Regions from separate parts of the Sus scrofa genome. Here all the other regions are linked to region 1. The links are chromatin contacts, called in public Hi-C maps. All regions are on one chromosome and are shown on one strand. Each heading gives the region's core, a stretch centred on a gene start, on an enhancer-like site or on the middle of the called end of the contact. The rest is flanking DNA. Distances are from core to core; before and after follow the strand shown. Region 1 overlaps AKAP13 (A-kinase anchor protein 13). Region 2 has its middle 41 kb from the start of KLHL25. Region 3 overlaps KLHL25 (kelch-like protein 25).

What was found. Hi-C and Micro-C count contacts between places; a contact is called where the count stands out from the background.
Region 2: a Hi-C map of liver shows a contact between it and region 1, with 2.8 times the contacts expected there. The contact joins two enhancer-like sites. A contact is called at or near these places in 2 of 5 promoter capture datasets (fetal liver and liver), 27 of 47 Hi-C or Micro-C datasets (adipocytes, alveolar macrophages, blood and 16 more) and 2 of 2 datasets of contacts at active chromatin or transcription factors (alveolar macrophages and skeletal muscle).
Region 3: a Hi-C map of liver shows a contact between it and region 1, with 5 times the contacts expected there. The contact joins two enhancer-like sites. A contact is called at or near these places in 8 of 47 Hi-C or Micro-C datasets (brain, embryonic fibroblasts, epiblast stem cells and 2 more) and 1 of 2 datasets of contacts at active chromatin or transcription factors (skeletal muscle).

What each region holds. Positions count from the first base shown.
Region 1 is chr7:88,210,100-88,213,289 of Sscrofa11.1, reverse strand. It overlaps AKAP13 (A-kinase anchor protein 13), which reads right to left. Exons shown (of 38, transcript XM_021099912.1): 32 at 2,334-2,495; 33 at 1,816-1,886; 34 at 1,330-1,374. Among named protein-coding and RNA genes, the nearest start is that of KLHL25, 80 kb to the left of the region's middle. Within about 2 kb of position 1,584, at least 10 of the 83 cell types and tissues checked have an H3K27ac peak or open chromatin away from gene starts, as enhancers often do. A contact at or near this core is called in liver and skeletal muscle, where this site is marked.
Region 2 is chr7:88,331,455-88,334,644 of Sscrofa11.1, reverse strand. No RefSeq gene overlaps it. Among named protein-coding and RNA genes, the nearest start is that of KLHL25, 41 kb to the right of the region's middle. Within about 2 kb of position 1,619, at least 4 of the 83 cell types and tissues checked have an H3K27ac peak or open chromatin away from gene starts, as enhancers often do. A contact at or near this core is called in liver, where this site is marked.
Region 3 is chr7:88,276,067-88,279,256 of Sscrofa11.1, reverse strand. All of the region lies in intron 1 of KLHL25 (kelch-like protein 25), which reads left to right. Among named protein-coding and RNA genes, the nearest start is that of KLHL25, 14 kb to the left of the region's middle. Within about 2 kb of position 1,681, at least 26 of the 83 cell types and tissues checked have an H3K27ac peak or open chromatin away from gene starts, as enhancers often do. A contact at or near this core is called in liver and skeletal muscle, where this site is marked.

The sequences.
Region 1 (3,190 bases), core at 335-2,834:
ATAGTGGCTATATCTCAGTTATAGAATGTTCGTTTTTTTCCTTTATATTATTGGGCATTTTTCATATTTTCTACCATGAACATGTATTCTTTTTCTAATACTTAAAACACACAAACTTAATTATCAGGCTTAGCCTTTCTGAGAATACTTTTTATTCCTCATTTAAGTTTATTCTTAATGAACAGAGAGAGAAATCACAGCAGATCAGCTGACTCTGGCTGAGCATCTGTGGTGTGTAATCCATACAGAAATGCCTGAAAACCACTGGTCTTGTACTATTTCTTACCTGACTCTTCTCACTAAATAAATATGGGAGGGAAAAGTTGGCAAGTGGAAAAATTAACCAAGAGCTACTACTTTTTAAGCGGCACCAGAGCCTGTGTGGAGCAGCTTTACTTCATTCAAGATGAAAACACTGAAAGGAGTTCCTTCAGGATACCACACTGTGCCCCAATGGGAACTCCACACATTTTTCAGCATGGCCCTGATATTTCCTCAGGATAGTTAGTGTGGACTAACATGTCAACAAACAGAAAACAACATCCTTTTGTGTTTTGGGGGAAAAAAGGCAAAGATTCCCTTAATTTGAAATTTCAAAACAAAGCTTCTTGGGGATTTAAGACATCATGTTAAAAGCATATTAAAAGCAGAGAGAAACACAGAGAACATCCTGAGAGGTACACCCCAGAGCACCACTGTCCTGCGTCCAATTCTAGCCTCCTGACTCAGTTACATGCTCAGAGTCAACTAAGTCTGGAGGCGGCAGTGCCTGCAGGAGGCTTCCTAAAAGGGACCCAAGGAGAGAGGGAGACCATGCAAGTCATGGGTTATCCCAGAGTCAGTGGAACTCAGCTGGAGGGGGGTGAAACACTGGCATGGCAACCTCCTCTCTGGCCAGGGGATGCCAAGGCTACCTTTTGAGTAAAAAGCAATGCTCAAAGAAGAAAACCCAACTTCAGCTGTAGGATAAGAAATTACTATGCAGAATTACCAAAAAGGTAATTTGCCAGGTTCTAGACCATGGCCTTCGGTGCCAGGCTTGCATTACAGCAAGGGTGGCTACAAATTCTACTCAGTGTGCATGGATGGGAGTGTCATAGCCCATGTTTAGAGAAAGCAAGGGGTTTCTCAAGGACAGAGAAGCAGAGGCCGTTTTAGTGGGCAGTACTCTGGCAAAATGACAAGTTGATGGCCTGGGGAAGGGAAACTGACAACTGCCCGGGTCACAGCCAAGAGCCAGCTTGCTCAACAGTCAAGTAGAAATGAGCATTCCTAACCTAACAATTATGACAAAAACATATTCTGTTAAATAGCTCATAACGTTCTTACCTCACTGTTTCTTTTAAGCATAAATACCACGTTAGCATTTCCACCCTATAAAACAAAAAAAGTACATTAAAAAAACCCCGAAGATTCTGAGGCAAAAATAACAGTCAGTGTGTCTGTTATGCTGTGACTTCCCATTTTTGTTCTTCTCTAGTAGCCTCTCACTGCAGGCCGAACTGTCATGGAGGCTTTGCCAAGGGTTCAGGTGGATGTGGGACATTTAAACAGCCTCTTAACAACACTGGTCCAGCCAGGGCAGTGGCAGAGCTGTGTGTGTCAACACTGTCCAAAGCCAGAGAGACTCAATGGCCAAGGGCGTGGGGCTCTTAATTGTACGGTTTGCTTAGATATGTGCTTTCCTCTTAAAGTGGGAAATGAAAACAGCAAATCAGACTGGACTAACAAAATCAGAATGGACTAATTTCAAAGATTATGAATTCAGAGGAAAGGCCAGGGAGGACTTAGAGAGTATATCTTAGAAAGAAATACCTTTTTCAAACCACTGTCCGATTCTGTTCTCCTAAGATCTTGGCCATCATCTCCCTCTTCCTTTTCACCACCTAGACAAACAAACAAGGTTTTTTGTTTTTTTTTTAATTTTTGTTTTTTAAGTTGTGAAACCAATTAGTCAAGAAAATACAATATACATAGCTCAAGGACAGAATATTTCTGATGTCTATTAATGCCAAAAAGGGGCAGGCCCTTGGTGGCAGCTGAGTGATTGTTAATGATTTCACTGATGCAGAACTAGAAGCAGAAAGAAACAAGTGTTACTTGGCTATAGCTTAGCAGAGATCCCAGGAAAATTTTTTATTACTCAAAATAAACATAACACTGGGAGAGGTGCCTGAGTGTTTTAGCAGCTAGATACTTACTAGGCTCTGACTAAAACATTTACTGACTGAGGGGGGGCAGAAGACAGAGGAAATGGTGCTACAGAGTACAGATCATGTTTAGCTTGATAGCCAAGGGCTGCCTGTAAGGGCAACGAATTCAAAACCACTGACCTTTTGAAGCATTCATCTGATGGCTGTCAAACCCTCCAAAGGTCTCTGCTCTCCGGGGCAGGGAAACAGGGCCCACCATGCCTTCTTGCTCAGTAGGGCTGCTCACAGTCTGCCCAAGGGTGCCTCCCAGGCTTCCACTCACCAAACTCTGAAGGATCTCCACTGGAAGAAAGGAAACACGCAAAACTGACATCTCCTTTTTCAATGAGAAATAGAAAATCTCGCGGTAATACATTATATGTACGGGGAATATGATCAGAACATTCCAAAGTGACTACGGGATTTCCTTTATTCAGACAAAGCTGTCAGCTCAGGATATGTGTTTTAGTTGGATCTACTGGAAATGCAGAGATCAGTCAAGTGAAAAAAAAAAAAAAGAATATATATATATATATGAGACCTAGGAAACTGGAAAGGGTACAGGGAAGGCAGAGTAATTTATTGGAAAGCTCCTGGCTCCTAGAATCAGATCCAAAGTAGCTAAACGGAATTCCCTAGGAAGTTAGGTGAGCCAATTTGAGACCAACAGCTAAAACTGCCAAAGTTGTCACCCCTCCCATAGATAGAACAGTCTAAGCATCTGAATTCTCAAAGTCTTTTCTAGAGCAGCAATGTCCCACAGAAAGGAGAGAGTGCTGAAACTAGAATAAAAACTGAGCAGGAGAGAAACAACAGAGATGAAGGAAAAAAAAGGTCCAGATGGAATAAGGGAGGAAACAGAGGTAGGGAATCTCCTAAGATGAGTCATTGCATTTTCTAGAAACATTGAAAACAATAGAAGAGTCTAGTGAAGTGAAAAAACCTCATGTGAGCCTAATAACTGGAGAAATTTATTTCACACAAAAATCGGCAACAGA
Region 2 (3,190 bases), core at 370-2,869, 120 kb before region 1:
CAGCTCCCCCGCCCCCACCCGGGACCAGATTCAGGCTGCTTCTCTGTGGATGGCTTCATGGAGGAGGTGGCATTTGAGTCTCCTGGAAGAAGGGACAGGTAGGACTTTTGATGGGTGGAGGTGGGGGGTAGTGGGGGGTAAGGAGAGCAGAGGGTAGGGAATTCCAGGCAGAGGGGTTGGTGGAGCAGGATCTGGAAGTGGGCATCAAGGAGCTCCCACTGGGAAAGTGGAGGTACTCCTGAACCTGACCCCTGGGAGGACATAGCAAGGTGACATTTTGGGTGAGTGCTCCCAGGTCGCACCACCAGACCAGTCAAGCAGGGCAGCCTAATGACTCAGAGAGCATAGGCTTAAGTGTTGTTATGGCCTGACTTGTCCTCCACATTCACATGGTGAAGCCCTAATCCTCACTATCTTAGGATGTGATTGTATTTGGAGATGGGCCTTTTAAATGAGGTCACAAGGGTAGGGCCCTCACCCAGTCTGATGAATGTCCTGATGAGAGAGAGAGAAGGACACCTGGGATGCACAGGCACAGAGAAAAGATTTGAAAAGGGCCTCAGGAGAAACCAACCATGCTGGATCTTGGACTTGCAGCCTCACAAACTGTGGGAAATAAATGTCTGTTGTTTAAGCTGCCCAATCCAGGGTATTTTGGTAGAGCAGCCTGAGTAGGAGTCGACCCCAGGCTCTGAACTTCAGCACTGGTGCAAAAAACAGAGGAAGAAACACCTCCCACCCAGGGCAGTCATGAAGCTTGAGTGAATCGTGTGAAAAGAGCATCTAGTAAGAGTGCAGATGTGGACAAAGGGTATAATCTCTAAAATGAGGTGCATGTATTTGGGTATGGAGGGAGCAGATGCGCTGGAGGGGAAGAAGAAAAAGTAAGAACTTTTATATTTATTCTCCATCTTTTCTTTACCTTTCTATTTTCACATATGGTTTTCATGGACATCATACATAAACGTTTCTAATTTATGAAAAAACATCCTTGTGTATTTCTATTTTGTGCATGGCTTTAATGCACATTATATTAATACAAGTGCACATACAAGAGCAGTGCTATGTCTATACATGATATATGAAAAACAGATTTGCATCAAGTAGGGGTATATGCTTTTTAGATGTACTGATAGAAATGTGCAATTAAAAAAATTCCGGAGGAATTCCTGCTGTGGTATGGTGGGTTAAGAATCTGACTGCAGCAGCTCTGGTCACTGCAGAGGAGGGTTTGATCTCCAGCCTGGCACAGTGTGTTAAGGATCCAGCATTGCTGCAGCTGTTGCTCAAATTCAATCCCTAGCCCAGAAGCTTCCACATGCTGCAGATTCAGCCATAAGAAAAAAATTTCTGGAGACCTTTGTAGACCATAGAAATGTGTCCACTAAGTTCTTTGCATCCACTAACCTGCCAGGGGGAGGAGGTAGTGATTATGGCCAGATGCCATCAGGAGGTTGGAGGTTTATGGGAGAACGGCAGAGCACCTGTGCCCACCTAGCCTCTGGCAGAAGTTGAGACCTTTGAGGTGGGAGCTCCAAGTCTCTTCATCAGAGTCATTGGGAGATTCTGCCAATGAATGAGGGCCTTCTGAGCTCTGGACCAGCCCCACTGGCACAGACACTGGTACAAAGATCACTCTTCAGTCATCCCACTTTCATAGTTAACAATAATGTGGTTACAACCATAGCATGGTTAATAATTCACTACTGGAAAGCTGGGAATTGTGGACAAAACAAGAACAGGCAAGAAATGGGGGGATGCAGTGGGGGTGCCCCTAACAGACTGGGTGTGCGTGAGGCTCCCTTTGAGAACTCCTCAAAATGACTGGAGGAACTTGGATGAGGCAGGGGACCGGGGGCAGCTAGGGTTCTTGTTTCAGAGAGGTAAGTGGCCTGGGACCTTTGTCATTTGGGCATCATTGTAAACGTGTCCTTGATTTGCAGTCATGTTTAGATGGACAGATGGGGCCCTGGCATACGTGTTCTGCATTTCACCGAATATCTGCTGTCTGGGGCTGAGAAGATCAGTGGCTAGAATCTAGATGGTGAGACAGGCCAGGGGATCCCCAGAACAGACCATGAGGATGGGGGAAATGAATGGTTTTTATCCATGAAGGTAGAGGCTGAGAAACAGAATATAAACCTGTAGGTCTGAGAGTGGCCAGTGTTTGCATCCTGAAAAAAATGCCCAGACTTTGGTCTCATCCAAACTCGGTTGAAATTCCTATAGCTGTATAACCTTGGACAAGTCACTTGATGTCTCTGAGCCTAGGTTGTATCATCTGTAAGACAGGAATACACTCTTCCTCAGGACAAACAAGGGAAGAGGTCTGTGTATCCCACCTGCCTTGACCTCCAACATCCCCATAACCTTTCTCTGGGGAATGACATTCTGAGTACACAGTCTTCAAGGCTCCAGGAAGACCCCTAAGTAGAATCACTGATCAGATGAGCAGTAGCCCCAGAGCTATGACTTCTCCCGAAAACTGTGGCAAGTGGGATGGAGCTGGGGTGGTGGGGCAGCTGCTACACCGGCCCTTCTAGCATAGTCACATCGTGCTGCTGGCCAGCAGCTCCCCTGGGAGATTGGAAGCAGCTACACAAGGCCTCTCTAGGCCTGTAGCAATTCCAGCCCCCACCCCCTCAGATGCCCTAGGACCTCCCTTCTCTGAGAATCTGCTGGGCATATCCTCCTGAGAGCCTGCTGGAGGCTCTGGGTGGTTCTCCCAGATTCTGCTCCCATTCAGGCCCTCCTGTCTCTTCCTGTTCCATCTCTCACTCCCTCTGGCTTCCTTGCCACACCCAGGACCTACTTTTCCTGAAAGGCTTGGGTTCTTCTCCTCAGCCAGGCAACACGCCCTGGGCGGTGGGAAGCTCTGCACAACAGAGAAGTCAAGGATCTCTTTCCCAGTTTCCAGAGTATCTGTACAGCCACTTCGAGGGTCCTCAAGAGCCTTTCCTGGTGGGGGTCCTTCTTACTAGGGTGAAGAGTCCCAGAACCCAGGTGTTCTTTTTTTTTTTTCTTAAATTTTATTGGAATTTAGTTGACTTACAAAAGTTGCATTAATTTCAGGTGTATATACGTATATCCATTTCTTTTCAGATTAGTTTCCCATGTAGGTTTTCACACAGTATTAAATATCCTGTGCTATACAGTAGGTCTTTGTTACCGTCTGTTTTATTGTTTTTGA
Region 3 (3,190 bases), core at 432-2,931, 66 kb before region 1:
CCTGGGGCCCAGGAAGGAAGATTTGGGTTTGCTAAGTGACAGCGAAGTATTTGAGAAATCACGTGTTTTTCTTTTGTCTTTTTAGGGCTGCACCCACAGCATGTGGAAGTTCCTAGGCTAGAGGTTGAATCAGAGCTGCAGCCGCTAGCATATGCCACAGCCACGCCAGATCCGAGCCACGTCTGTGCCTGCGCCACTGCTCATGGCAACGCCGGATCCTTAACCCACTGAGTGAGGCCAGGGATCGAACCTGTGTCCTCATGGATACTAATCAGATTCATTTCCGCTGAGCCCCGATGGGAACTCTTCAAGTGTTTTTCATTTAAAATAGCATCTCCCATTCAGGCCCACATGGCCTTTGCAGCCTGGAAGGTGGTTCTTCATTGTGAACAGCCCCAATTTTGACATTTGAGCAGGGACTTTGGAGCCAAACAGCTTTGAATACTGAGGACATACACGCATTTCTTATCTTCTCTGAGCCTCAATTTGCCCATCTGTACAGGAGGAACATCGGCGCCTCTAAGGGGTGCCCTAAAGATGAGGTGAAAGAAGGAGTGGTGCCTGGCACATAGGCTTACATCCAGCAAGGTCTAAAAAAGTGACCCTGCCTGTGGTGCAGAGTCTGGCAGGGTCGGTGGGGTGTGCGGCGAAGACAGCCTCCCTGCCCTCCTCCCCAGCAGTAGCTACTATCGACTAGTTTCTTAGCCAGCCTGCCAGAGACAGCCTGTGCATCTCCAGGAGGTGTGCGTATTGCGTGTCTGTGTAACTAGTTGGTTGGTTTTTAGCAGATGTAGGAGACGGCAAACTATTCACAGCACCTCTCATTGTAGCAGAGAAAGCCAGTTGCTTATTTTATATATGTGTATGTATATCTATCTCTCTCTATATATAGTTCTATAGTGTTCCACTCCATGAATGAACGAGCGTGTATTTAACTGGGCCTCTTACCCATGAACGCTGAGGCTGTTTCCAGCCTTTTCCACTCTCAGCCAAAAGGAAGCATGCAGCTGTGACAATGGAGGGCAGGACTCCTAGACGTGGAGAGGCTAGGGCAGAGGGCATGTGCCTTTGTCACTCTGAAAGATCTTGCCCAGTTGCTCTCCAGCTACACTCCCCTCCCCTCTCCATGGGCTTTAGCCACGGAGGGACATTCCCATTCCGTTTTGATACCCACACTGACAGGCTGCAGTAGAACGAAGCTTCTAGAGCACAGGGAGTAAGTGGCCAACAGTGCTTGACTGTTTTTTTTTCCCCCCATCTCTTCTGCAGTTCATTTTCCTCCCAGCCTGTCACTCCAGGTGGCTCATTGAAAGTGATATCTAGGCCAGAGCGCTTTTAATGGCTCGATGTGTAGGCCTTTGCGAATCTTTCAGGGTAACAGACAGGAAGAGAGACAGCCTCCCTCCAGGCCCCCCCCGCCCCCCAGCAGTCCTGCTGAAGAAGGAGGAACCAGGACTGGGAGGCAACGATGTTTGCTTTGCGGGGAGTAGGGGTGGGGAGCTCTCCCCTGCCCCACTTTCTCTCTCCGTCTCGCTCTGAATAAGTAAAAGGAAACGAGTGATTTCAACAGATGGGCAAACCTGAGCGCCAAGTTCTTTGTCCCCTCTGTGATTAGAGCAGTGGTGTCCATTTCACTGGCCCTGCTCCCGTCTGGAGCAACAGCTGGGCTTGCAGACGCCCAGCTTCAGGGGCCAGAGACAGTCCGGGCAGCCCCACCAAACGGCTGCAGGACACAGCAGTAGAGGCCTGGCAGCAGCTTCTCCCTGCCCTTCCCCACCGTGTTTGGAGGTGTCTGAGCCACTCCTCCTTTAGCTGGAAGAAGCCTCTTTGTTGCAGGGGTGGTTTAATTAAGCATGGTAAACAGCTTTTAGGACAGTATGACATCAAACATCTGTAATTCTTCTCCAAAGATTTTATCTCAAGAGAATACAGTAATTCATAATTCACCACAAGCAAAAGGTGTTATTTGTTCATTGGGTACAAATTCCGACACCGTCGATGAATGAATTAGTGAGTCATGGTGGCTGTATACTTCATAGACATTAAAGATCACAGCTGACAACCCCAGAGAGCCTGGGCCCATTCATCCCAGGGTCTGCAGGCCGGAGGTCCCTAGTCTATCTGTGTTCAGTGGTGAATGAGGGGTAGATGTATGCAAACTAGGTGAAATCGGGAAAAAGAATGTAAAATGGTATTCTGTGATTGCAGCACTGTAAAATGTTTGGAGATAAAAGCTGAAAATAAGAAGCCAAAGTGAAAATAGTTATTTTGTTTGCAGTGTTTCTCAGCCGTATCACTTTCCCCTGGCTAAACCTTAGATCTTTTTTCCTAACTTCACTCAATCCTGCCTCCACCAATACATTTTAATACCAGATATACTGTAAGTCTGTCGATATTCTATATGTAAATCCGTGCTTTGTACAGAAATAAGATTTTTTTTTTTTTCTGCCCTCCAAGAACCAGTTTTTGCCTCCTTAGGGCAGTGTCCCTCGCCCACCACCTCCCTTACCCCCTTGCCCCCGAAAATATCCGTGTTAGGGGCTGTTTCTGGGGATTTTCATCTTTTGTTTCATTTTTGTAGTATCTTGTCAGGATGACTGAGCCCCCTGGTTGTGCCTGTTGGCCTGTCTCACGTGGGTCATGGAGCTCACACTCACAAGAGCAGGACCTGGCGGAAAAGAGGGTGCTGACTGTCTGTGGCTGTGCCTGCTGGGCTGGAAGCATGGCCCAGGCAGTCCCCCCTGTGGCAGGGAGTAATTGCCCACGCTCCCTGCCCAGTGGCCCAGCCTGTCAGAAGCACTCAGAGGAGGGCCTCCTATGTAGGAAGTACTCAGTCTCTATGACTTAGTAGTAGTAGTACTCAGGACCATCAATCTCTGAGCTGCTGTTTTCTTATCTGCAAAGTACAGAACTAGTAGCCATAGGATAGGATTACCCTTCAGGCACTGTCCTGGGTGTGTGAAGTCACGTGACTGGTTTTGGCCAATGTGACGGGAGTGACCTTCCAGGTCAAGCACTGAATTGCCAGAGCGTTCTCTCTCTTCCCGCTGGCATGATGATCTGGTGACATGGTGGCTGCTCTGTCTTGTGGGTCCCTGGGAGTGACAGTGATGAGAAGAGCTCTCTCCTCCCCTCCCCACCCTAAGCACCAACTAAAGCACAGTGCATGGAGCATGAGCAAGAAATAAGG